Regions from separate parts of the Sus scrofa genome. Here all the other regions are linked to region 1. A link is a contact called in public HiChIP or PLAC-seq and promoter capture Hi-C data. All regions are on one chromosome and are shown on one strand. The core of a region is the stretch at or near the end of the contact, and the rest is flanking DNA. Distances in the headings are between cores, read along the strand shown.

Region 1 (7,002 bases), core at 3,351-5,850:
TATGAGGAGAAGCTCATCTCACTCTCACTCTCATATCAAGACCCAGTTGGTATAAGAGTAAACCTGGCCCCATTTCCAGATTGATGCAGAAAACAGGCTGGCAACCCAATCCTGGTCCAGCTTCCAACCGCAAGTTCATACTGCATATTTCATAGGGTTATTATGAGAACTGTGTTAGTGGAAAGGCCGAGGTGGAAGACAACCAATTTGTTGAAGAGAGAACTTGCACCTGAGTGGAGACCTATTTATTGTAGGTTAGCAGTTTCACTGTGATGGAAAGGAGAGGAAGAAATCATGGCAGCTGGTCCCCAGAAGGAGCATATTTATAAACTTTGAAGCAAAGCTAGCAAAATTACTATTGAAAATTTAGGAGAGAGAAAACAATGATGGGACAAGTCCCAAAGGAGACGGAAAGAGATGGCATTGAGCTCATAGGTGGAGGGAGGCATTAGTCTTAAAGAAACGGGTCACCTCCCTCCCACTAACAGTAGTGAGGGAAAGAGGTTAAGAGTAAGTTCAGATAGAGATGCATTTGTAAGAGGGAAGAAAGTTGAGGAGGTGCACCTATGGAATACTCCATTCTTCTTAGTGAAAATGGAATTAGTCCCCTGCTGATCAGGAGTGTGAAGCAAGCACTGTAGTGGTCAAGGATAGTCACTGTTGGATGAAGCAAGCCGGGAAGACAGGTAAAATCATTCTAGAGTGCTGTGCTAAGAGCATAGCTAAATTAAAAACCAAGAATTTTCAAGGGCTTTAATACGTAGGTAGGAATATATGATTCTCCTCAGCACTTCTCACCAATTCAGATGGAGATATGAGAGTCAGCTTGTCCATGTCTGCAGGCAGGTTATCAAAGTTAGTATGAGGTTGAAAGTAATGGAAATGGAGCCCATTTAACCATAGCACTTTCTGGGTCCCTATGCTTTGCTGAGGCCTCGGTTCTACAAACAAAATCTGTGCCTAGAAGTAGGACTGTAAACCACTGTTCTCAAAGGGAAAGAGGGTCAAAAAACAGACTGTTACTACTCACTCCTTCACTCCCACAAATTTAAAGGGAAGAGTCAAACTGTTAATAAAGCATTTTACCTGGGAATCTCAAAGTGTTCCAGGATTACAGGTGGCAAAATAATATACTAATATGAATCCTTTGATTAAATTCTATAGTCCTCAAATTTGATGTATGCCTTTTCTTTCATCTAGAATAAAACAAAGCTAAGGACACTCATATTCACAGCTTTAGGTATAGTAGATAGGATTAAGAACCACATGGCTTATAAAATAAAACTACAAATATGATGAATTATTCAGTATGTGTGCCTATGGTACATAGGATATCATCCTGCTGAATTAATGGAACTTAAACCATGTCTCTGTTATCCATATCTTCATTCCCACAGTTATCTTTCAGGTCAGTACAGCTAGGCCTCCCCTATACATCTAGGCAATAAAAGAAAAATGTCTAGTTGGAGTTCCTGTTGTGGCTCAGTGGAAACGAATCTGGCTAGTAACCATGAGGACGCAGGTTTGATCCCTGGCCTTGCTTAGTGGGTTAAGGATCTGGCGTGCCATGAGCTGTGATGTAAGTTGCAGATGAGGCTGGGATCTGGAGTTGCTGTGGCTGTGGCATAGGCCAGCAGCTATAGCTCTGATTCGACCCCTAGCCTGGGAACATTCATATGCCATGGGTGCAGCCCTAAAAAGACAAAAAAATAAATAAGAAAAATCTCTAGCTATTAAAAAGAATTAAGAAGGAACTTTTCTCCTTCTAAGTTAATTTCAGGAAGTTTCTTTAGGATGTTATATTGAAATTGCTATTGGTTATTTTAATTGACTTAACGAAGAGTTTTTCCTTCTAAAAAATTAAGGCATGCCCTTTCATTGTTCAGAAGAGAACAAAGACAATAGTTTAGAAAAATGACTACTGCAATAGAGGATAATACAAAGCAATAAAAATACCAACTATCCTGATAAAAGAGTGTCACTGGTTACACTTCCCCTGCTCTGAGCCCACTCCTTCCTATGATGTCATTGCTCATGGAGATAGCAGTCTTTTCAGAGTTGCGAATACGGCTAAAACATTAAACAAATCTTACTTCTTTGCCCAAAATAATGCCACCATCATATCAGCATATTACTCATGAACATGAGTAAAGAAGAAAAAATTGCATAAGTATAAGGAAAGAATTCCTAGAGAAGTTATCTGACTTAGAAGGTCATCATGGTATTTTAACACTGAGATATGAAGCCAAGTCACTGGTGCTTAGATATCAGAAATCTTAGTGGCTTATTAATTAGCATGAGGTCAGAATTTACCTTGTAATTATAATCCTAGACTGCTGAATGAGGGAATAGCATAATTCAGTCCAAAAACATACCAAGTCCAGTTTTATGTGTCAGATAAGTGAATACAAAATGAGTAAGACTCAGTTCCCGATCTCAGGGAGGTCTTTAAAAAAATCTCACCTTTCTGAAAATAACCCTGAAACAACCTCAATTTAGTCCCTCAGTGTGAGAATGCTCAATGCCAAGTTACAGTGTAGAAAGAATCTGAAGACTTGCTTCCATTCATTCACTACAATGGAGTCACATCTTTTAAGGAGAGGGTTATATTCCACAGTTAATGACTGAGAGATATTGTTCTCAACCAAAATTACAATTAAGCATGTCTTGGGACCTTTTGGCCATTTTTTTCTACATGACTTGAATGGATCATTGTTTCTTTGGCTAAACACCCAGGTTATACTTAGAAACTATGTTCTTTGAAAAATATGTATCTTAAATAATGTATGTACATCTGGAAATATGGTTTTGTTCTGTACTTTTTAAAAAAACCATAAATGGGATCACAGTGTACTTATTATGCACCTCATTTATTTTATATCCCTGAGGCATTTACAGATCTTTCCAAGTAAACAGCTGTGGCAACTTGTATTTTCCAAAAACGCCACAGCAATACCTCTGGTCCCACGTGATCTTTAAGGACTCTGCCTCTCCCCATCAAGAAATAGGCTCAATTTCCCCTCCTCTGGAATGTGTGTGAGATTCTGTAATGGCCTGAACAAATAGAATACAGCAGAAATGATACTACGTAACTTCTAAGGCCAGGTCATAAAAGGGAATATGCTTTCACTTGGAGCGCTCTCTCTCCCAGGATACTTGCCCTTGGAACCCAGCCATCACCGTCTGAGAAGGCCCAAATCAGCCCATTCTAAGAGACCACATGGAGAGGTCTACATGAAATCAAATTGAGGTCTCCAGCCTGCAGCCTCCAGCCAGTATCAACTACCAAGGAAGAGTGAAAAGTTTTCAGATGATTCCAATCCCCACAGTTGAGGCTCTGTGCATAATGGAGCAGAGAAAGTCATCCCTGTTGTACCCTGTGTGAATTCTTGACCCACAGAATCTGTGAGCATGGTTGTTTTATACCACATGTTGTGGGGGTTATTTGCAGCCATACTAAGGTGAAAAGTACCAATGTATATTTATTTCAATCTCTTAAACAATAGCGTAATTAATAATATTTTATAGTATTTGTGTATCATAAAATCATCCCTGTATTGATAGATCCTTAGGTGCTTTGGAATTATTTATTCCTACTACACACAAGGCTGAAATAAATAAGCTTCTACATGTCTATCTATGCACACATGTATTTCTACAAAAACCTACAAATGAGTTTTTATAAAAACCTATACATGAGTACATGTAAGATATTTAGGACAGTGTCTGGCACATAGTAACACATTTTATTATTACCATTTTTATCACTATAGTTTGACCTTCCAGATAGAGGATTATAGTTTTTCCTTAACATCTTCAGTGACAAGGACCCTAACAGTTGTACCTAACAGCAATGCTACAATCTATCTTATTTTTTAGTTTGGATTATGGCAAAAGTTGCGAATACTCAAGAGAATTGTATCCCTGAAAACATCTACCTGCTGCACACCTGCCTAGCTCTACAGTTTAAAAAACTTAATTTGCTCCGTGAGCTGGTGAGTTACACTACCTGCATTCCTCTTCAAACAGATGGGCTGAAAACCGTCCGCTGGGGATTAGAGCGGAAAGAGTGGAGCCTGGCGCTCAGCGCGTGCAGCAGTTCTCTTCCCTTTGCATCCACTCGCTCCGGCCGACCACTTGGCAGAGGGCAAGGAGGAGGTTCAGGACACCTCTTGACCGGTGCTTTTCACCTTATCACAATTCGGGTCACGTTTAGGAATGTGCCTCTTAGCTATTATCACTCTCTTTCACCATCTGTAACTCTGCCCCAGGTATGCTTGCAGCTGCCCAGCACCTGTTAATTCCATTTACCGCCAGTTTTCCTCGGCGGGGTGAAGGGGATAAGGAGAGAGGCAGCTTCTTCTGCCTCGAAGTGGTAAAGCCTAAACTTAATTCACACAGCATACCACCAGGTTTCAACAGCTATTCCCATGTTTTCACAGTGCAAATATTTTAACTTCTCCTTTTCAAGGATTTTTCTCTCCTGATTTGCTCCATTTTTAAGGGACTCGGGTAACCTGCCCCCTGACCCCAGTCAGGGCAAAGGTTAAAACGTCATACAGCTGCGGAAAAGCATTTCTAGATTTGCCCAAGCCCGGGGGAGCAGGCCCCGAGCTGGCGGTCTACGCCGCAGCTCCTTGGAACGCGTGTCCCGTCCAGCCCTCTTCGGCCCGGGGCTGCAAGGTCCACGGGCTGAGGAGCCCCAAAGCCGAGGACTGTGCGTTCAGAGCTAGCTACTCCACAGCCTTCTCTAACTTCCCCACCCCACAGCCCCACCCATTAGCACGCGGTCTCCCCGGAGGCCCGCAGGAGACACCACCGTCCCCGCCCCTCCACAGGTCATCTCCTTCCACGCCCCTTTCCCTCGGCCCTGGCAGCCGGCAGGCAGGGAAGTGTCGTAAAGCCAGGCCCAGGAAACTTTACCCGGGGTAACAGCCGAGGCGCTTTACGGCGACGGCGGTAGAGTGTGAGCCTTGGTGGCGGAGGAGGCGGCCGCGGCGGCGAGGGAGGCGGCGGCGGCTGAGGAGGAAGAGGAGTGGCGGCAGTGGCGGCGGGGACCTGTGCGGGGTGAGCTGCGCGGAGGGGACGGGGAGAGGCCGCGGTGACAGGCCCGGCGGATGGGCGCGGGCGGACCAGGACGGTGGCCGGCTGAGCTACTGGGCGGCGCTGAAGAGCTGGGGGGGGCGCGCGAAATTGGGGGGCCAGCCCTGTGAGGGACGGTTTCTGCCTTTGTTTCCCCCCAACCCCCGGCGCCCCCGCCCCTCGCCCCCTCTGCTCCGCGCTAGTCGGCTGGGTCTCATGGCCTTCTCTCTCTGTCTGTGTCGCCTCTAGGATGGCGGAGGTACCGCCTGGGCCTAGCAGCCTCCTCCCACCACCAGCACCTCCGGCCTCGGCGGCGGCCGAGCCCCGCTGTCCCTTCCCGGCGGGGGCCGCCCTCGCCTGCTGCAGCGAGGACGAGGAGGACGACGAGGAGCACGAAGGCGGCGGCAGGAGCCCGGCGGGCAGCGAGGCGACGGCTGCGACCAAGGGGCGTCCGTGCCTCCGCTGCCCTCAGCCGCCGCAGGAGCAGCTGCAGCTCAACGGATTGATCAACCCCGAACTGCGGCACCTACGGGCGGCCACCTCTCTCAAGACCAAGGTTTTGAGTGCGGCCGAGGCGGCCACGATCACGGCCACCCCCGACGGGGGTCCCAGAGTGACTGCAACAAAAGGAGCCGGGGTACACTCGGGCGAGGGCCCCCCTCATTGCCTCCCCAATAATGCGAGAACTGCGCTCCCCAGCCCGGCAGAGGCAGCGGCGGCGGCGAGCGATCCCGCGGCGGCCCGCAATGGACTGGCGGAGGGCACCGAGCAGGAGGAGGAGGAGGACGAGCAGGTGCGGCTGCTGTCTTCATCCCTGACCGCCGGCTGCAGTATAAGAAGCCCCTCAGGCAGGGAGGTTGAGCCTGGGGAGGATCGGACGATACGTTATGTCCGATATGAATCCGAGCTACAAATGCCCGATATCATGAGACTGATCACCAAAGATCTGTCTGAACCCTACTCCATTTATACCTATAGATATTTTATTCACAACTGGCCACAGCTGTGCTTCTTGGTAAGTGGATGGAATGAAAAAAGGGTGAACCCAGCAGAGAGATCCAGGCCGTACAGGGCAGGGAGTGTGAGGGCTGGAGTGGCAGTGGATGTGAACTGCCTTTCCTAGTACCTTACATGATGTAAAGTGCGTGTACACACTGCTAGTTATTTAATGAAACTGTTTTGAAGGTAAGACTTCAGGATCCGGGTTAACTTGATATTGATGTAAATGCAACCAGCCTGTATGATGTATGTTGGGGGTCTTTGTATCCTGTTTGCATTAGCTTATAATCATGTTTGACTGTCTTTAATTATCCTCCCTCATACTCAAAGCACTTTGCAATCATTTAATTTGAACACGGTTCTTTTCGGATACAGGCCTTATTAATCTCTCAATTACAGCCATAATCAGGGAAGAGTGTATGTATGCATAAACATGTTTTGGTGAATTTGATTGTCAGTAAACTTTCTGTGGCCACATTGGAGAATTAAATCTTACAAACATATTCCATAATTATGGAGATTGTTTCCTTTTACTTTAACAGGACAGTTAATTTAGTTGTAGACAGCCCCTTTCTGGTGCACAACTTCAGAAGGTGCTACTAACACTTCTGATGGCTGAAAGACTCTTGAAACTTGAACGGAATACCCATTTGGGGAGTGTAGGAAACATGTGAAATTGTTTCTAATCTAATTTTTTTTAAGAAGCAAATCAGAGATATGCCTAAATACTAGTAATAGTACTAGCTTGTGTGAAATATAACTGACAGAAATTTTTTACTTATATATGGTAGAAAAGACTTGGCTACCAAACAAGCTGAATAATTTTTTTTTTTTTAACTTTTGTAGTACTGATAGTACCAATAACTTCCCAGTAATATTGACCCATTTCAGTCTGTATGAAACCTTTCACTTAAATATTGA
Region 2 (6,612 bases), core at 1,166-3,665, 780 kb after region 1:
AACAGAGCTAACAAAGAGAACTCAACAAATATTAGCTTTAGCTATATGTAAGGGAGTGAAAGTGATTGTTAAAGAAGAGGGTATATAGTAAGAAGAAAAGAAGGCTGAGAGCAGAGCTATGGAAAAAAACATTTAGCTGGTGTGCTGGGCTGCACAGCATTCCTCCCAAATTCTTGTCCTCTGGGAACCTTAAAATGTGATCTTATTTGAAATTAAGAGTTTGGGAGATATAATCAAGCTAAAAATGTGATTGTACTGGAGTTCGCTGGTGACTCAGCAGGTTAAGGATCCATGTTGTCACTACTGTGGTTCTGGTTACAGCTGTGGCTCAGGTTCGATCCCTGGTGCAGGAACTTCCGCATGCAATGCGGGTGGCCAAGAAAGAAAAAAAATTAGTTGATACTGGTTTAGGATTAGGGCCCTAATTCAATGACTGATATTCTTATAAAAGGGAAATATGGACACAGAGATATACACAGAAGGAAAAGGTTGTGAAAACATAAGGAAGACGTCTGAAGAAGACCAAGTGATGACAGAGAAAAAGACCTGATGCACCTATAAGTCAAGGAAAACCAAGCCCTGCCAGCAACTACCAGAAGCTAGAAAGAGGCAAGAGGTATATTCTTCTAGAGACTTCAGAGAGAGCACCACCTTGCTGACACCTTAATCTCAAAACTCCTAGCCTCCACAACTATGAGTGGATACATTTCTATTTCTGTAAGGCACTCCGTTTGTGGTACTTTCTTACGGCATCCCTAGGAAACGAATACAGCTGGTAAGTAGTCAGGGAAAACAGGATGGATAATAATAATACTTTATAGTTTCAAAGTAACCTGTCAACCGATCCTCACAAACACTCTGAGAAGGAGCAGGACAGTTTATAGATAAGAAAATGGATGATACAGGAGTTCCCGCTGTGGCTCAGCGGAAAAAAATTTGACTATGATCCATGAGGATGCAGGTTTGATCCCTGGCCTCACTCAGTGGGTTAAGGATCCAGTGTTGCCGTGAATTGTGGTGTAGGTTGCAGACATGGCTTGGATCTGGAGCTACATAGGTCAGCAGCTACAGCTCCAATTGACCCCTAGCCTGAGAACCTCCATATGCTGCCAGTGTGGCCCTAAAATAGCAACAACAACAACAACAACAAAAAGAAAGAAAAAGAAAGAAAAAGAAAGAAAGAAAGAAAGAAAGAAAAGAAAAAGGATGAGTCAAAGCATTATAGTCTCTGTGTTCCCCTTTGTGGATCAGCAGTAAGAACCTGACTAGTATTCATGAGGACTAGGTTTGATCCCTGGCCTCACTCAGTGGGTTAAGGATCTGGCATTGCTGTGAGCTCCCACGTAGGTTGAATTAGTGGCTGGGATCCGGAATTGCTGTGGTTGGTGTAGAGTGGCAGCTGCAGCTCCAATTTCAGCCATAGCACGGGAACTTCCATGTGCTGAGGGTTTGGCCCTAAAAAGACGAAAGAGAAAGAGGAAGAAAAGAAAGAAAAAAATAGAGCTGTGGAATTTCTGTAGTAGCTCAGCAGACATGGCTTGGATCTGGAGCTACACAGGTCAGCAGCTACAGCTCCAATTGACCCCTAGCCTGAGAACCTCCATGTGACTAGTATCCATGAGGAGGCAGGCTAGATCCCTGGCCTTGCTCAGTGGGTTAAGGATCCGGCTGCAGGTGAGTTGTGGTGAAGGCAGGTAATTACAAATCCAATTAGACCCCTAGCCTGGGAACTTCATTGCTGCGGGTGCAGCCCTAAAAAGAAAGAAAGAAAGAGAAAGAGAGATCGACAAAGAGAGAGAGAAAGAAAAAAAAAAAAATAGAGCTGTGAAATGACAGGATGTAAACAATCCTATCAGGGAACTCTTATTTTGTTGTTCAGACTGGCACAGAAAGACAGTTTACTAACTTTTCTCGGGTTACACAGCTACTAGGTTTAGTGTAAAAAAAAGAACCCTTGGTTCATTGTTCCTTCCATTAAACCACCTTGATTGTTCCTCCACAGATTTGTAGATGCTACTTGAACTGCTTTCTTTCACATTAAAATTAATTTTCAGCAAAATGACTACCAAATAAAATTCTGTGTGTGTTATTCCTTAAGGCATCAGCAGTATAGTTTTTGAAATCAGAAAGACTAGGGGTCCAACCTTGGCTTTGCTATGGGAACATTCCTACGGTTCGAACAGGTAAAAAAGTAACACCTATTCTTGGCATTCCTTGCGAAGAATAAATGATAGGCAGAACACTTGGCCTTTACTCCAAGACTGCACGAAACGAAGCTTTTGGGTTGTATCGTCTCTCAGCTGCTGCGGCACTAAAAGGTCTAGAAAAGGTCCACAAGAACGATGGGAAAGACCTCGATCCCGGCGCTACTTGAGGGCGTGTCCGGAGGGAAGGACCCGGAGTTGGCTCCGCCCCATCCCGGGGCGCCCGACGCGCCTGATCGCCTTGGTCCTCTGCATCCCCCACCTCCGGATTAGCGGCCGCCCGCTCGCCTTCCTCCCTAGTCCGAAAACGGGGGCGCCTGAGAGTGTTGAGGACCGACGCGGAGTGAGGCACAGCCTGGGGCATCCCAGCCCGGCGCGCCGCGGCCACGCGAGGCCCCCGCCGTCGCCGCCACCGCCCGTGCACCGTCGCTCCGCCCCGCCCCCCAAGAGCCGAGGCCCGGCGGCCGCCGAGTCCGCGTCCTCTTTGCACCAGCTTGTTTACAACCATGCCGCTCTACGAGGGCCTGGGGAGCGGCGGGGAGAAAACGGCGGTCGTGATAGACCTGGGAGAGGCTTTTACCAAGTGAGTGGCTGTGGCGCCGGCTGCGGTCGTCCTGAGGGGAGGGCGGGTAGCCGAACCCCAGGCCCAGCCCGGGTACTCGAGAGGCGGCTTGCTAGGTCGACACTTCTTCCCCCAGGACCTCCGCAAATGACGCCCCTTTTTACTCTCACTGTGGGCGGTGCGAATCCCTAGGATCCTGTGGGATGGTCAGGTTCTGACTCCTAGAGGCCCTGGAGGCTTCGGGAGAATTGCCTTCGCCGCCCTAGGTCGTCACCCCAAACTGAACAGACCCTTTGGGGTCATTTATGCAGGGGATGACAGCGATGACCTAGACCCGGCTTACCCTGGGCTTATATGCCTAGGAAGGTGGCAGCCGAACTGTAATGCCTGATGACGATCTCCATTATTAAACACGTATTGAGCCGAGCTTTTGTTCATGCTGGAAATTCAAATATGTTTAAGACAGGGCTGTTCCGAGCTTTTGTTCATGCTGGAAATTCAAATATGTTTAAGACAGGGCTGTTGCTTCTGAAGAATAGGAAGTCAAATTAGAGTGGCTCAAGATATAATGAAGTGAAACTGTATAGATAAGACTCTGGAGAGCCTTTATGGCTCTCTCTACCGCTCAACTCTTAGATTAGTAAATTTAACATGTTTTAAGAGACAACTTGTAAACAGTGGAGTAATGGTCTCAACTGTAAGGGTGGCATAGATCCCTTTGACTAGGCAAAACCACAAATACAAAAATCTTAAATGATTTGCATGAAACTTCAGAGATTGATGGACCTTCACAGTGGTTCTTGGACACCAGGTTGAAAGCCCTTGTACTAGGTTCAAGATACAGGCAAGTGACAGCCAGAATTCCATCTTAGATATATCTGAAGTGGAATCATCTGAGAAAATTTTTTATATATCTCTAAATAGTGCCTAATATATAGTATGTAGTTACATAACTATTTGTTGAATAAGGCATCAAAAGAGCCTATTTAAGAATTGGGGAGTTCCCATCATGGCTCAGCAGAAACGAATCTGACTAGCATCTTTGAGGATGTAGGTTCAATCCCTCGCCTCGCTCAGGGGGTTAAGGATCTGGCATTACCATGAGCTGTGGTGTAGGTCAAAGATGTGGCTCAGATCCAGCGTTGCTATGGCTGTGGCATGAGCCAGAGCTACAGCTCCAATCCAACCCCTAGCCTGGGAACTTCCACATGCCATGGGACCAGTCATAAAAAGACCAAAAAAAAAAAAAGAATTGGATCTCAGTTACTCCAGAATTGGATTAAACGTAGTCTTTTTTGTTAAGGGAGTTCCCATTCCTGTCTCGGCAGAAAGGAACCTGACTAGTATCCGTGACCATGTGGGTTCAGTCACTGGCCTCTCAATGGGTTAAGGGTCTGGCCTCGCGTGAGCTGTGGTGTAGGCCAGCACCTACAGCTCCGGTTCAGCCCTAGCCTGGGAACTTCATATGCCATGGGTGCAGCCCTAAAAAAAATAAAAATAAAAAAACAAAAAACAAAACAGAAACACGAAGTCTTTGGTTCATGACATTCTCTTACAAATATGCAAGATCCTCCCATATTTGTATTTTCTTACCTATTTTTAAAGGCTTATTTTAATAACATAAGTATGTTGAGGCTGACACCCAAAGATAATTATTGAAAAGCAGAAGGCAACTATATAGGAGAATGATTATTGACAAAGGCAACAGGCGGGTGGTAAGGTGAGTTTATGCAGCTAACCAGTAGGTTGCCCCCTTGAGAATTTGAGGAGCACTGGTAGAAGTAAACATGAAGATGTGACTGATAGAAGATGAAGAGAGCTGTTTGGGAATTAGAGGTAAATACTGAAAACTGGACAAGAAGAGATAAGGATAAGACTAAACTTGTATGTTAATCCTTCTTAACAACTTTTTTTTTTTTTTTTTTTTTTTTTTTTTTGTCTTTTTAGGGCCACATCCACGGCATATGGAGGTTCCCAAGGTAGGGGTCAAATCAGAGCTACAGCTGCTGGCCTACACCACAAGCAATGCTAGATCCGAGCCTACACCACAGCTCATGGCAACGCCGGATCCTTAACCCACTGAGCAGGGCCAGGGATCGAACCCGAGACCTCATGGATACTAGTCAGGTTCATTAACCTCTAAGCCACGATGGGAACTCCTTAACAACATTTTTAACAAAGTTTTGTTTTACATAAAACAGAAGTGGAAATATTGGAAGTTCCCATGTGGCTCAGTGGGTTAAGAATCTTATGTTGCTGCAGCAGTGGTGCAGGTTGCAACTGCAGCATGGGTTTGATCCCTGGCCCAGGAACTTCCACATGCCACAGATTCAGCAAAGAAAAAAAGAAGAAGAAAAAGTGGAAATACTTAAATACTCAAGGAAAGAGAACAGTTTTTTAAAAGGATGACATACTGTGCAATTTTTAAAATGACAGTAGCGAAGGTCAATAATATTGGCAGAAGTTTATTGTATAATTCATTATGTCTGAACAGTATGATTATAGTTATATCAAATATGCATAGTTTAAAAAATAAACCAAAGGAAACATCAGTATGGAAGCTAATGATATTAGAATGATCAAATTGTGAGTAATGTATGAATTATAGGAATGAAGTACAGATCCAGGGTGATAGGGGTACATAAAGTTCAAGTAAAAACCTGTAAAAAACAGATAATTCACTAAGATAATAATATCTGGTTTATTTAACTGTTTTATTTAACTGTTTATTTAACTGTTACTGGTTTATTTAACTGTTACTAATTGAAACTGTTATTTTTTTTTTACCTTTAACACACAGTTACGGAGTTCCTGTTGTGGCTCAGCAGGTTAGGAACCCATCTAGTATCCATGGGAATGCAGATTCAATCCCTGGCCTCGCTCAGTGGGCTAAGGATCTAGCTTTGCTGTAAGCTGTGGTGTAGGTCGCAGACACAGCTTGGATCCCACGTTGATGTGGCTGTGGTGTAGGCCAGCATCCAAAGCTCTGATTTGACCTCTAGCTTGGGAACTTTCATATGTGGCAGGTTCAACACTAAAAAGCCAAAAAAAAAAAAAAAAAAAAAAACCCACAAAACACACAATTATGAATAGATGGTATTAATTTTTGCTTAGTTTATTTGTCCCTGTGTATGCATCAGAAATATTTCTACATGTTTTTGTGACCACTGCTTTGAAACAAATACAGAAAAACTTGTTTCTGTGACAAATATAAAGAAGTTATAATTTATTGTTTCAATTTTCTGTATATTTGCAGGTGTGGATTTGCTGGAGAAACTGGTCCAAGATGTATAATTCCTAGTGTAATAAAAAAAGCCGGCATGCCTAAGGTATTTTTTTAAGCAAATTAGCAAAATAAATGTTGTACTATAAAATGTTTTTAAATGGGACTCTAAATAAGATTGACTAGAATACAGATAAATCTATAGCTTATGACTATATTCCAAGAAAACTTTTTTGAATCTTTATTTAGGTTTAATTTTGCATACAATAAAATTCACTTGTTTTAAGTGTACAACTCAGTGATTTTTAGTAAATATATAAAGTTGTGCAGCCATCACCAGAGTCCAGTTTTAGAACATTTTTGTCATCCCAGTAAGCTCTCTAATGCCTGCTTATAGTTAATCCCCATTCCCACCCCAAGCCCACCACTGATGTTCTTTCTGTCTCTATAGATATGCCTCTTCTATACAATTTATATAGATGGGATTATATAATAGCAAGATAAATTATATAATATCACTATGACCTTACTAAAATAATTACACAAGCCTTGTAATTATAGAATCATTTTATTCTTACCCTTTTCAGCATGTAAATGAGGGCCTTGTTTCTTTATCTGTAATT
Region 3 (7,109 bases), core at 856-3,355, 860 kb after region 1:
CAAATGCCCAGTAACATGTGTTATTTGGATCAGATAATAACAGTCTTAAGTTAGGTAGTGGAATTATAGGTGATTACCCCCAGGGGAAGTTGAGCAGTTTTATATGTTTTATAATTTCTTTACCAAAAAAAAAAAAAAAATCACTTCTCAACTCTTACTGAAATATCTTTTCTATATGCCAAAATTTTAAATATGGAGGAAAAAAATCATGAAAATGTTCACACTGTTTCTTGATAAAAATATGAAGCACTTAAAAAATCCAGAAATGGGAAAGGCATAATTGAGTAAACAGACTCATAAGTATGTCCTAATCTGGGGACTTCATTCTAAAGTATCACATCAGGAAGCTAGTTATACAGACTTATTTGAACCTTTGACCAAACAAACACTTTTCAACTACCATTTTTTCATTTTGCTATTTATGGTTCTACTTACTGGTCCACAGAAAAACTTTTTCAGGCAGGCTCACCTCAGTAATACTTTCGGGTATTTGTCACTGAACTGTCCTGTTTTCTTCTGACCAACTGCCAAAAAAAAAATCTCAATAAATTATTAAATCATTCAATCATTTTCTAGTCTGGAGCCCCATGAATAAGAGGGTTCAAATCAAGAATATTATGAAGATAATTTTATGCAGTTATTTAGATCAGTGTGACAAGGTCATTCGATAGAAAAACTAACATGCATTTATTTTAACTAAGAAATTACTTTTCTAGTAATTCTAAGAAAAGGCACTATTGTGAATGAAAAATTGACTCAATTAAGATATTCTCCTAACGAGTAAATGTAGTCAATGTGGACTACCATTGATTTTTACATATTTAATTATTTCATTCTTTAACTCAACTTGCTAATTAATACTTTATTTCCACAATTTCAAATGTAATTTTGTTCTATTGAAAACAACACAAGATCACAACAAGCTCAACGGCTGCCTTGAACAAAGTCCTACCGGGGAGGACCTTTCCTCTAAGGAGTGATGATAAGGGTTAGGTCAGGAGTTTTCAGTCCCTGTATTTCCTCCCCCAAAGTAGTATAAGGCTCCAGAAGGGTGGCACAGCTGCACGTCTAAAGTAGCAGGGCTGCTGCCAAGAGAATTCCTCAGCGCCCCAAACCCAGTTTCCTTATTGCCTCATCGCGGGAGGAGCACGCGGAAACACCTCTCCCCAGGTAGGGAGGGTCTAAGAACCTTACCTTCCCCGTCTTCCTGAAAAAGGAGCCTATAACTGGTGACACTCGATCACAGAGTATGACAAGCTGCCGAAACCCACTTCCAAAGAAGGGAAGTACTGCTCCCAGAGAAGAGGAGCCCAAAGGATCGGCCAGGAAAAAAAGACCAGCTCGTCTCCTCCGCCTCTTTCTCTTTGGCAGCGGGAGAGGAAGCCTCGCCCCCTCTCAACCCGCCTCCCGGCTCCCCTCCCCGCCGCAGGGAGAACATACCCGGCCATGGCTGCCGCGCGGCCCCCTCACTTCCGGTGCCGGTGCCTCCAATGCTGCGCCATCCCCCAGCCCACCGGACAACCACAGCTTCGAACTGACCTTTCCGGCAGATCGCGACTCTTCCAACGTTCACTAGGTTTTGTCCTGGAGAGAACGGTGGATGGGTGCCGCAGAAAAACGAATCTACAGACTAAAGAATCCGCTCTCGTCTGGCCAGAAACATAAAAAGCGATAGAGCTGCAGCCACCGCTGCCCAGACAAAATGGCGCCGACAAGCTGGTTCGGCGCAGGCGTCTTGGAAAGACCTGCCCCGCCCCCGTGCAAGTCCTGGGCGCAGCGCCGGGTTCGGTTTCCATGGGACACCCCACCGCCAATCCTCGTGCCGAACTGCTCTTCCTGACCCCCCCAATTGACCAATCAGTGCTCAGTCAAGCACATCCGGAGTCCTCTTTACCAATCATTTCTCAGGATTTACTAACTCAATACCTGATTCTCCAGTAACGTTAGTCTTCGGAGACAGCCAATCATAAGTGGAAGATGTCCTACCTGCTATTTTTCGCACCAATCCGGGAAGTTTCAGAGCTACATCCAATGAGGACGGCAGGTAGCGAGCTCCAATCCGAAACTCTTCGGCGTCATGAGCAGCCAATAGGAGTTCGTGTAGAAGCGAGACTGCTCAACAGCTTGTTATTTGGTGGATTGTGGCAGTAAATCGGGCGAGTAGGGAACCGGGCGCAGGAACTGCCGCGGCGGCCGAGAGTGGTGCTGCCCGGACGGGGGCCCACGGGGGTCAGTGGGGCGGAGGACTCGGGAGCTGACAGCGCCCACTTCACCCTCAGTTGGTAGGTGGGGAGAAGGGAAGCGGGCGATACTGAATGGACGAAGCGGTACTAGCAGCTGGTGCTGCTGCCCGGGGTCCCGGTACAGTTGGAAGCTTTGGAGGTGGGGAGGGGGATGCTTGGCAAGCGGGGCGACAAGCGCAGGAGAAGGGGCAGTTCGTGGAGCAGCGGCAGCAACTGCAGGAACAGCCGCTGCAGCTGCCTCCCCGGCCGCTTCCCCGGGTTCCCCGGGAAAATGGCTGTGGGGCTGGCCGCGCCGCTAAGTTTGCTTCCGCGCGGCGAGAAGCTGGCTGCTTGGGGGAGCCGGCCTCTAACTCCGCGGCGCGTCCTCCCCCCTGGAGTCCGTGGCAGGACCCGAGGGGCTGGGGGCTGGTACCGCTCTGGGCTGTACAAAAAGTTGAGGCGGGCGCGGGGAGGAGGCGGCGGCTGCTGCCGTTCGGCTCCCCTCCCCTCCCACACCCTGTCCGGGCCACCTCCCCTCCTCCTCTCCGCCCCCCCAGCCCCCTCCCCCTCGCGGGTCTTCCCTTCCTCGCGCGCCTCCAAGCTGAAGGCCGCGGCCCCTGCCCCTTGGGGTGAAGAAGCGCTTCTCCTTCCTGACATGGTGCAGAGCGGAGGAAGGAGAGCAATGGCGCCGTGACACTCCGCTGCCGCCACCGCGGGCCCGGGGCGGGCCGAGGGGGCCGAGCTGCGGAGGCGGGGCGCGGGCCGAAGTCGGGGTATCCGGGGGCGGCCGGGAGGAGGCTCGGCGACCGCGCCTGCAGGGGACCTGGGGAAGCCCCAACGGCGCCCTGCCCTTCTCCGGAGCGTGCCGTCCTGGGGCTCTGAGTTGAGCATTCCGGGTCAAAGTGGCGAGCGAGGCGGGGGCGCGGTGGGCCGCTGGCGAACTCTGAGGCGGAACCGCTGCCCTTTGGCGCCCGTGGGGTTCTCGCCGCCCCTCCGGCTCCTGCGTCCTGGCTGCCCTCGGAGGGGCTCTTTCGCCCTCCCTGGTGAGGGTTCTGCCCCTCCCCGCAGGCGTTTGTTTACTTTCTTTCCCCGAGTCGCTCCCCTCTGTTGACTGATTCTGTGCTCGTCTTTCCCCTCCCCTTGGTTCCAGCGGTAGAGAAGATAGCTCGTTGAGCTGGAACCCCACAGATCACCAGTAAAAATGAAGGTAAGTGGAGTCGACGCTGCTCGGAACCTCGTGCCCTGGACACTGCCTGTCGTGAGGCTAGAGCTGTGGAATGTCATTTTTCTTTTCTTTATTTTTTTCTACTCAAAATTGATTACTAAGCTGCGCTTTCTGAAAATGAAGACATGTTGAATTGGGTGAGAAATGATCATTGTGTCTAAATGCGGTCAGTTCGTCCCCTCTCCGAAGCAGTTAGCACTTTGGAAAGGCTGGTGCAGCCTTTCCATTGTTGTCCATTGGGCTAGTATTTTTAAACACTTCCTGTGTTGGCAGCAACCTTTGCAGAAGTAAAGCTTCTGTCCTGCTTTGGTTGTTTGGGGGATTTTTTGAAATTTGTTTTTTTCTTCTCCAGTGCCAATGCGATTTTCTAAGGATGGAACATGTGGATTGTGTCAGGGAGATAGCATTTCTTCTGGGGATAAGGTGAAATTCCGTGGCTAAAATATTTGAAAATGAACTAATACTAAGTATTATTATATATTATAATTATTATAATTACTAATACTTAATTTTAGTTCAGTCTTTATAGTATTTAAACATATTCAAACTAAAATAAAAGTCTTCAGAAGACAATTAATATTGGAAATAATATTGCAAACATCATATGTGATGTTTAAAGGTAAAGAAGTTATAGCATCCTGCAATTCTGTGGCCTTGAATGTTTCGGTCATCTACTTATTTGCCAAAAGTATTTCTCTTTAATTTGCCCTAGTTGTAAATGCACTAACTTTAAAAGATACTTTATTCCTTACTCATTAACTTTCAGTGTATTAAGCTCTGAAACAGTATTTTCCCAAACTTTTTCTTGTGTTCTTTTCTCCTTGAAGGAGATGTATCTCTTTGACACATGTATCTTCTTTAATGTTAGTTGAGAAAACTTACTGGAAAATGAAAAATCATTTTCTACTTAAAAATATTTCTCTATAGACTTTCACGTTTGTACTTAGAAGTGTTGAATTGAGCTTGAGTACATGTAACTTTTAAAAAAAATGACAGATTGAGATAGCAATCATTTTGTTACTGTCAAGATTAAAATGAATGGTGGAGTGAAATTTCTCACACCTTTCAGTGTATCATTCTGATCATGACCATTTGCTAAAAATAGACATTTCTTTGTGAAGCTTTTTTTTTTTTTTTAAATACCAAGATTAGTGTGATGAATCTTGTAGGTACAGCTACAAGTCTTGAGGCATCAGTTCATATCTTAACCCTTTAAAATGTAGCTTTTAGCCAGTGATTTTTCTAAATTATGCTCTGCTTATCAAAAGGGTTGTCTTCGTTTCCTAGCCATACATTTATTGTGTATCCAAAAAGATGTTGCCTTTATGTAGCTATAATAACACTTAATCATGATGTATTGTTAGTGTTAATTGGAATAGCAGTATTTCTTTTCATTTGAAAACAAAATTTTCAGGAGTCCATTGACTGAATAACTTAAAGTTTTATGAGACACTTACTATGAATATACCTTTTCTGGATTTTTAAATTTTTTTGGATTTTTAATTTAAAATTTTTTGGATTTTTTTTTGGAGTTCTCATCATGGCTCAGTAGTTAATGAATCCGACTAGGAACCATGAGGTTCTGGGTTCGATCCCTGACCTTGCTCAGTGGGTTAAGGATCCGGCATTGCCATGAGCTGTGGTGTAGGTTGCAGACGCAGCTCAGATCCCGCGTTGCTGTGGCTCTGGTGTAGGCAGGCAGCAACAGCTCCAAATTTTTAGACCCCTAGCCTGGGAACCTCCATATGCCGCTGGTGAGGTCCTAGAAAGGGCAAAAAGACAAAAAAAATTTTTTGGATTTTTAAGTTAAAATTTCTTAAAATCTGTCTGTTATAGAATTGTTGACTCATTTTGTACCTGGAGGGAAAAAAATTATATATTCCTACTGATACTTTCTAGTTACAATTTCAAATGTTTTATGTTATGAGGATATAGTTTATAAAGCAAAGGATTGCTAATAAAGTGTTTGCTTTAGGGTTTTTTTTTTTTTTTCAAATTATCAATGACATTAATAAGCAAATAATGTTCTTATTACTTGAAGTACAGAATCTTTTGAAGAGACTTGAGGTTGGAATAAGGGAAAATAGTGACATTCACATTTTCTGTTCCTTTCTTCAGGCGGCGGATGAGCCTGCCTACCTGACAGTGGGGACTGAGGTCAGTGCCAAGTACCGAGGTGCCTTCTGTGAGGCAAAGATTAAGACTGTGAAAAGGCTGGTAAAAGTTAAGGTAATTTTCCTTTTTAATGCAACAGCTTTATTAACTCAGTTGAAGAGAGTTGGGAATGGGGAGACTGCAAATCAACATTTTATTTATTGAAGCATTGCGCTTAGTGAATCATTTCTATGTAAGAGCACTATTATATATAAAACTATAGGGAAAAAGCAATTAAGAATTGAGAAATAGAAGTTCCCATTGTGGCTTAGCCGGTTAGGGACATGATGTTGTCTCTGCGAGGATGTGGGTTTGATCCCCGTCCTAGCTCAGTGGGCTGGGCATCTGGTGTTGCTTTGGCATGGGCTTCACCTGCAGCTCTGATCCATCCCTGGCCTGGGAACTTCCATATACCACAGGTTCAGCCTTAAAAAAAAAAAAAAAAAAAAAAGAGTTCCTGTAGTGACTCAGTGGTTAATGAGATGCAGCTTGGATCCCATGTTGCTGCAGCTGTGGTGTAGGCTGGCAGCTGTAGCTCTGATTGGACTCCTAGCCTGGGACCTCCATATGCTGTGGGTGTGGCCCTAAAAAGCAAAAAAAAAAAAGGAGAAATAAAGAACTCAAAATGAGAGGTATTCCAAACTGCCTCTGTTAAAATACTATCCATGGGAGTACCCATTCTGGTGCAGTGGAAATGAATCTGAGTAGGATCTATGAGGATGCCGGTTCTATTCCTGGCCTTGCTCAGTGGATTAAGGATCTGGCATTGCTGTGAGCTGTGGTGTAGGTAACAGATGCAGCTCGGATCCCAAGTTACTGTGGCTATTGTGTAGGCTGGCAGCTGCAGCTCCAATTTGACCACTAGTCTGGGAACCTCCATGTGCTGCAGGTGTGGCCCTAAAAAAAAAAGCAAAATAAATAAATTAAAATAAAATAAATACAGCAATTGTTTGGGAAGAGCTTATCATACATAAATTACCTAGAATTTGAAATTTCCTCTTATTTGGGTACTTATGCCCTTTCCAGCTCCCTTAACCCCACTCTCTTAATAGAGCAAGTTACCCTATATTTGTGGGCAGGTCTGTAGTAGAACAAAGCACTTATTTGTGACTGAATTGCATATTAGATTATTATTTAGGTTTACTTTATAAAGCACTAGAAGACTTCTGATTTTAATTTGTTAACCTTGCCTGTAGGTAGTAAAGTTCCATACTGGTTTGGGTTTTCTCTCTTTTTTTTTTTTTCTGTTTTATTTTATTTTTTAAATACATTGCTGACAGTCTAAACCTTTATGACTAGTTGATAAAAAGCAGCAAAAGCAGTGTTAGGTTTTACACTAATCATTGCAGATTATAAATCTTCTATAGTTAAGTTGCTGTAATACGCACTGACACTTGCTAACTGCTGGGGATGTAGTGATGAAGGAAGACTTTCCTTCAAGGAGCTCACAGTTAATGAAAGAGATGATTAGCAAAAATACTAGACAGTGTATACCATAGGTAACCCCA
Region 4 (6,829 bases), core at 3,041-5,540, 710 kb before region 1:
AAATCTAGCAATTCCACTCCTGGGCATATACCCAGAAAAGGCAAAAAACTAAATAGAAAAAAATACATGGACCCCAATTTTCATAGCAGCAGTATTTACAATAGCCAAGAGACAGAAGCAACCGAAGTGTCCATCAACAGATGAATGGGTAAAGCAAATGTGGTTTGTATATACACACACACACACACACACACAAATATATGAATATTACCCACCATAAAAAGGAGTGAAATAATGCCATTTGGAGCAACATGAATGGACCTAGAAATTATTTTATTAAGTGAAGTAAGTCAAACAGACAAAGACAAATAGCATACAATGTAACATATGTGGAATATAAAAAAATGATACAAATGAACTTATTCACAAAATGGAAACAAACTCACAGGCACAGAAAATAATCTATGGTTACCAAAGGGGAAAGAGGGAGGGATAAATTAGGAGTTTGAGATTAATAGATACTTGGGATGGATTGGGAATCTGGGGTTTATAGATGCAAACTATTGCCTTTGGCATGGATAAGCAATGAGATCCTGCTGTATAGCACCGGGAACTATATCTAGTCACTTGTGATGGAGCATGACGGAGGATAATGTGAGAAAAAGAATGTGTATATGTATGTGTGACTGGGTCACTTTGCTGTACAGTAGAAAACTGAAAGAACACTGTAAACCAACAATAATGGAAAAAATTAAAAATCATTTAAAAATAAAATAAAACTTAATAAAAGAGATTAATAGATACACACTGCTATATATAAAATAAACAATAAGGACCTACTGTATAGCATAGGGAAGAATATTCAATATCTTGTAATAATTTCTAATGAGAAAGAATCTGTAACTGAATCACTTTGCTGCATACCTGAAATTAATACAATATTGTAAATCAACTATATTTCAATAAAAAACCTTTGATAATTAGAAACATGAAAATACCTTTTATTTTAAATTCCTGTGCTTACTAACACATTTAAATGTTTAAAATTATTTTTCTAAGGCACTTAAGAGGGATGTTTGTGTTTTCTTGTATTGTCCTGTTTTATTGTACATGGCTTATTGGACAGTATTCCAGGTAGCTAATTTCCAATCCAAAGTTTCTAAATCCAGAATTTCACAGATATTTTTAAGATTAAGACACATTTGACTTTATTTCAATTTCTGTATCTCTTTGAATTAGAATTTTCATCTTTTCTGGATAAATGCCCAGGATCATACGATGGTTCTATTTTTAGTTTTTTTAAAGAAACTACCAGGTTTGAAATGCTGCTTAGATATTAAAATGGAGAAATCACATTGTTTGTTTAAAAAAGGCTATAGCTTAAAGGACAGGTTAGTGGTGTATTGTTTTCAGATTTATCAGCCTAGTTACTATTTAAAATTTTGATAAGATCATCTTGGGAAAGAAGGTAGAAAGAGAGAGAACAGTCTACGGCCTGGTGCACTCGAATCTGTGGAGAACTGACAGAAGCAAGCCAGAGCAGAGGCCAGGGCTAAAAGGAAAGCCAAAGGGCTGAGGGCTGTCACCGAATCCTGGAGGAGAGGGCACTTGAGGAAGGATGGAAGAGTCAGCCAGCTTCCTCAGAGGTTGCCAGATACACACACACACACACACACACACACACACACACACGGAACTGGCCATTCTTCATCCTCAAAGGAGATTAGCCATGAAGTCAACAAAGCTTAAATTTCACAGCCTGAATCATATGGGTACCAAAGGGGAGGTGGGGAGGGGTAAATTGGGAGTCTGGGATTAACAGATACTCACCATGTATAAAATAGATAAACAACAAGACCAGCTGTAGACACAGGGAACTAGATTCAGTATCTTGTGATAACCTATGGTGGGAAAGAATCTGGAAAAGAATAGCTATGTATAACTGAACCACTTTGCTGTACACTTGAAACTAACACAATGTTGTAAATCAACTATACTTCAATTAAAAAAATTTCTTTTTCCACAGCTTGTCTCCAGCACAGGCTCCTTCCGATACCTGTATCTAATTCTCTATCTGCAGTTTTGTATTCTTTTGCTTAAAGAATTCTCCAAATGGTATAAACTCAACCCCATAAACCAGGATGTGGGCCTCCTCACCGTCCTTCTCTCTCTTTGACAATCTGACCACACATACTTAACTGACATCATTTCTTCCTTAGCGCCCTGTGACACATCCTTCTCTTGAACTGTTGTCTGCTTTTCTGCCATTCCCTAAAGGAAGATGTGGGCTAACACATGACCTCAACCTTCTTCTCACTACGTTATGCCTCCGTGAACTTCTTCATTCACCTCATCTGTGACAACTCCCAAATTCAAACAAACTTCTAGTGCTGATCTCTGCCTCTTGACTATGGACAGATAATTTTGCTCTTTTGAAAGTAATTTGCCATGATAAACATTTTATCTTTTACAAAGCTCATGAGCAAAAGATGAAATGTAAAAAGGGAAAGTTAAGCACATGCTTGGCTCAGCCAGTATTAATCACTGGCATACTCTTTCAGAAAAGAAATAGGAGGCAGGCTGTCTTAGAAATCTATTGCTGAGTAACAAATTACCCCAAATTTAGTGGACTGAAACAGCAACACTTACTATCTCACAGTTTCTGTTGGACTGCAATCTGGGTGAGACTTAGCTGGGTCCTCTACCTCAGGGTCTCTCTTAGGCTATAATCAAGGTCTTGGTGGGAGTCTGTTATCACCTCAAGGGTCACTAACAGAGCATCTACACCCTGCCTCCCTCATGAGGTATTAGCGGGATTCAGTTCCTTGCTAGTTGTTGGCTGGCTGTCGGCTGGAGGTGATGTTCGGTTCCTTGCTACTCTTTATGGAGTGGGCGTTTCCACCAAGCATCCCACACCATGATGGGTAGCTTCATCAGAGTGAACAAGCAGAGGACAAGAGAGGTGGTGCCCATCAGGGGGAGAGTTAGCAAGATGGAAGCCTGTGGTTTATAACCTAATCTCCAAAGGGACAACTGTTACTTTCACCTTATTCTATGGATAGAAGTGAGTCACTAGATTCAGCCCACTCCCCCCCGACCCCACCCCCCATACGGGGAGAGGATCACATAAGGGAGTCAGTACCAGGAGTAGGGGATTATTGGGAGCCATTTTAGAAGCTGCCTACCTGCCCCCCAGGGACCCACGATATAGCCGAGGAAGCATTATGTAAATACCTAAGATGCTGGCATAACGTCTGCCAATCTATGCAGATGTGTATTAGTTACTCTACATTTGCGATTCTGTGTTCCTGTCAGATTGCTTGTAACATGTCCTAGATTGTCAATGATCTTCACTGTATTTTGAGATGCATTCCAGGGAGGCTGCTCTCCTCCCCTCCCCCTCCAGAATAATCCATATAATAATGTACAATCTGAGCTTAAAGATCTTACTAAAGATCTTACCAAGAATGTGCTATGAGGTGGTCTCAAGAGTTCCCATTCCTTTTTTTTTTTTTTTTTTTTTTTTTACTATTTTATGGCCGCTCCGGCGGCATGTGGAGGTTCCCAAACTAGGGGTCTAAGCGGAGTCACAGCTGCTGGTCTATGCCACAGCCACAGCAAAGCCGGATCCTTAACCCACTGAGCAAGACCAGGGATCGAACCTGAAACCTCATGGTTCCTAGTCGGATTCATTAACCACTGCGCCATGATGGGAACTCCCCATTCCTTTTTTGTGTTGCAGCTAACTGGAAAATGCAGTGTCTTGGTTTCATTCCCAGTGTGTGGTCAAAGCTCCACCAAATACACCTCTTCAGTAAAGGAGTTCTTTTTACCATGACATGAATTATTTGTATCACTACAGAAACTCAAGTTTCACATCTCCCTAGTTCTCCTCATGCTACTAAAAAAACCCAAAAAATAAAAACCAACCTAGCTTATTTTAACCTTTGAAAATAACTCAGCGATTGAACAATTAGCATACAGGTTTATAATTACTCGTAGTAAACATATGAGGCTTACACTGCGCACACGGATCCTCAGGCTCACAGTCTGGGGCCCTTAGTGTAGTTCCACCCCACACCGCTGGGGGCAGTCGCGGCCCTTTCGCACGCCCGCTTTGCAACCCCCCTCCCGTCTCTGTCAGCTCCGACCAAGTCACCGGGAAGGGAGGAGGCCATAGAGACGACGACCCTGGGCGAGGCTTGGTTTCCTAAAGGAAGGGTGTCTCCTGTGATGCGCTACTGGGAAGCAAGTTATACTTCTGTAAACCCCGATGCGCCGTGCGCCGCCAGAAGGCTGCCCAGGCCTAGTCCCGCGAGGCTGGGCGGTTTTTGCCCCCCGCGCCGGCGCAGAAAGGTGCGTCCCGCCCACCCGGACCGACCCGGAAGCCGCCGCAGCCGCCGCGCAACGCGCTGGGCTCTCGCCTAGGGGCACAGTGAAGCTCCTAGTCCTGGGGTACCACGCGTCCTCCTTTCTCGGTTCCTCTGACGCATGGGTCTCCATGGAGACGGCGGGGGCCTGGCCGAGGGGCCGGCAGCCCGAGTGGGGCCACGGCGCTCCAGGGGCCTCCGTGGCGGCGTCGCCGTGTTCGCCGCTGTGGCCGCGGTGTTCACCCTCACGCTGCCCCCTTCGGTGCCGGGGGGCGACTCGGGTAAAGTACTCTCTGGGTCGTCCCTCCTGCTCGTCGCTGGTCCGCACTGTCCTCACTAGGTCCGCACCCCTTCATCCACTTGCCCGGGCCCCTGCAGGGCTTTAAGTCCCAGAACCAACTTCTGTTTCCATTCCTGTAACTTTCTTGTAATCCTGGTCTCTAGTTCTCAGGCTTTCAAGCCGGGTATTGTTGGTTTTGCCTGATGGGTACTTTACCAACCTCTCCGTTTCTCTAGATCATTTTTCCTGGACCTGAGTTTTTGTTTTCCATTTCTTTTTAGCCCGCAAATATTACTTGTTGGGTCCTTATCGTGTAACAGATAAAAGGAATAACAGGAGTGGTGAACAGTGTCATGGAGAGTGGCAATATACAAACTGCTGAATAAACCACTACATAGTGAGTAGTGAGAAGTTAATGGAGACAGAAGGAAATGTGGTTGACAGTGGGCTAGGTAATGGCTTCACCAAAATGGCTAGTCGGGAAAGGCCTCTGAGGAGGTGGTATTTTAGTTGAAACCTGATGTTGAAAGGGGACCAAACTTGCAGAATATTTGCTGGAGAATGCTTAAAGGAATGGAAGCCAGTTTCGGCTTAATGCAAGCTGCTCCTATTAAACAGAAAAGCTTGAGTCATCGGCCATTTAAATCATGTGAAAAATAGTTATGTATTTGGGATGAGAGACAAGACGTGGGTTTTGTTTTGCTGCCAAATTCAGTGGCCATCCAATAATGCCTAATAATGATGAGTAGTTTTGTCATAATGGTGCCGTAACTTTGGGTAGTAATCCGAGAAAAACTGAGTGCATTAGTTGCTGAATTACAAGATACTCCAAAATTTAGTGGCTTAAAACAGCAAAAGTTTGTTAGCTCACATTTTCTGTGGATCAGGAATGTGGGTGCAGTTTGAGTGGGTTCCCTAACTCAGGAGGGGAGGTTGCTGACCTCTCAAGGTTCTATTTGGTGGGGATTAGCTTCTAAGCTCCATCCAGTTCTTTGCCACATAGGTTTCTCTGTAAGCTGACCTCTGTCAAGAGAAAGAAGGCAGCTCTGTCTGACAACTCTGATGTTTTGTAACCTAATCTTGGTAGTGACATACCACTGCCTGGTTTTATTCCTGAAAGCGAGTCAGTATGTCCAGCCCAGCCTAGGGAGGGAGAGGATTACACAGTGAGAAGCCTAGGAATTGGGCAGCCGTCAGAGGCAGTCTTTAAGGCTGCCTACCACATTGAGAATCCTTGATGTTCCTTTTATGGGTCATTAACTTTATTCTTTCTTTCAGGTCCTATAGACCAGATAGGAGCAATGTTTCATTAGTATAGTGGGGAATGAAGTTATGATGTTTCCAAGGTTTATATTAAATAATAGAAATAACTTTATCATTGTGAGAGTTTTGGCATCGGAGAGCACTACTCAGAATGGGTAGTTCTGTACATGTCAAAAAAAAAATGTTGACAGTTATTTGTCATGGTTGTTTGAGCCTGAAGGTCAGGATTGGGATGAATAGTAAAAATAACACTTACTGAGCACTTACTCTGTGCCAGGCACTGTTCCAAGTGCTTCACGTGAATTATCATTTTAATCCTCCCAGCTGCTACCCTGTGAGGTAGCTATCAATTTCATTATGTTATAGATGACTAAACTAATGTTAAACTGTGTCCACAATCACACAGCTGCAAAGTAGGAACAGTTAAGGAAAGAACCCAAGTATATTGACTTTAGAACATGCTCTTTTAACCAATTTAGACTCTAATTTTTTTTTCTTAAATCTGCCCTCACATATTTAGTGATAGTCTATTTGAAATGTATGATGTTGGAGTTCCCGCCTTGCCAAAATTACTTTTTCACCACTTGATGTACATAGTTGATTTATGATGGTGCAGAGGTTAATGAATCTGACTAGGAACCACTAGGTTGCGGGTTCGGTTCCTGGCCTTGCTAAGTGGGTTAAGGATCCAGCATTGCCATGAGCTACGGTGTAGGTGGCAGACGCGGCTTGGATCCCGAGTAGCTGTGGCTCTGGCATAGGCCAGTGGCTACAGTTCCAATTCGACCCCTAGCCTGGAAACCTCCATGTGCCGCGGGAGCGGCCCTAGAAAAGGCAAAAAAAGACAAAAGAAAAAAGAAAAAGAAAGAAATGTGTGATGTTACCTTGTTTTTATTAATAGTCTTATTTTTTCCCCAAAGAATAAAGTTAATAATTCACTTAGAGTTATCATACTTTTTGGGTGTTCTAAGTTTAG

What was found. Promoter capture Hi-C pulls out the DNA fragments that hold promoters and counts their contacts. HiChIP or PLAC-seq counts read pairs in DNA pulled down with a chosen protein or histone mark.
Region 2: a promoter capture Hi-C map of liver shows a contact between it and region 1, with 5 times the contacts expected there. The contact joins the promoter of ACTR10 here to the promoter of NAA30 in region 1. A contact is called at or near these places in 2 of 5 promoter capture datasets (fetal liver and liver), 1 of 47 Hi-C or Micro-C datasets (subcutaneous adipose tissue) and 1 of 2 datasets of contacts at active chromatin or transcription factors (alveolar macrophages).
Region 3: a promoter capture Hi-C map of liver shows a contact between it and region 1, with 3 times the contacts expected there. The contact joins the promoter of ARID4A here to the promoter of NAA30 in region 1. A contact is called at or near these places in 1 of 5 promoter capture datasets (liver), 1 of 47 Hi-C or Micro-C datasets (heart right ventricle) and 1 of 2 datasets of contacts at active chromatin or transcription factors (alveolar macrophages).
Region 4: an H3K27ac HiChIP or PLAC-seq map of alveolar macrophages shows a contact between it and region 1. The contact joins the promoter of TMEM260 here to the promoter of NAA30 in region 1. A contact is called at or near these places in 2 of 5 promoter capture datasets (fetal liver and liver), 1 of 47 Hi-C or Micro-C datasets (liver) and 2 of 2 datasets of contacts at active chromatin or transcription factors (alveolar macrophages and skeletal muscle).

Annotation. Positions count from the first base shown.
Region 1 is chr1:186,525,189-186,532,190 of Sscrofa11.1, forward strand. NAA30 (N-alpha-acetyltransferase 30) reads left to right here and starts at 4,601. Exons shown (of 5, transcript XM_021102575.1): 1 at 4,601-5,067; 2 at 5,332-6,097. The coding sequence starts at 5,333. LOC110262249 (a long non-coding RNA gene) reads right to left here and starts at 4,841. Exons shown (of 4, transcript XR_002347083.1): 1 at 4,010-4,841.
Region 2 is chr1:187,305,068-187,311,679 of Sscrofa11.1, forward strand. It overlaps ACTR10 (actin-related protein 10), which reads left to right and starts at 2,416. Exons shown (of 13, transcript XM_003353492.4): 1 at 2,416-2,787; 2 at 6,023-6,095. The coding sequence starts at 2,711.
Region 3 is chr1:187,383,249-187,390,357 of Sscrofa11.1, forward strand. ARID4A (AT-rich interaction domain 4A) reads left to right here and starts at 2,106. Exons shown (of 24, transcript NM_001244179.1): 1 at 2,106-2,286; 2 at 3,373-3,429; 3 at 5,566-5,676. The coding sequence starts at 3,424. LOC102165044 (a long non-coding RNA gene) reads right to left here and starts at 1,768. Exons shown (of 4, transcript XR_301235.3): 1 at 1,540-1,768; 2 at 470-524.
Region 4 is chr1:185,817,207-185,824,035 of Sscrofa11.1, forward strand. TMEM260 (transmembrane protein 260) reads left to right here and starts at 4,291. Exons shown (of 14, transcript XM_013993447.2): 1 at 4,291-4,591. The coding sequence starts at 4,432. LOC110262235 (a long non-coding RNA gene) reads right to left here and starts at 4,296. Exons shown (of 3, transcript XR_002347053.1): 1 at 3,961-4,296.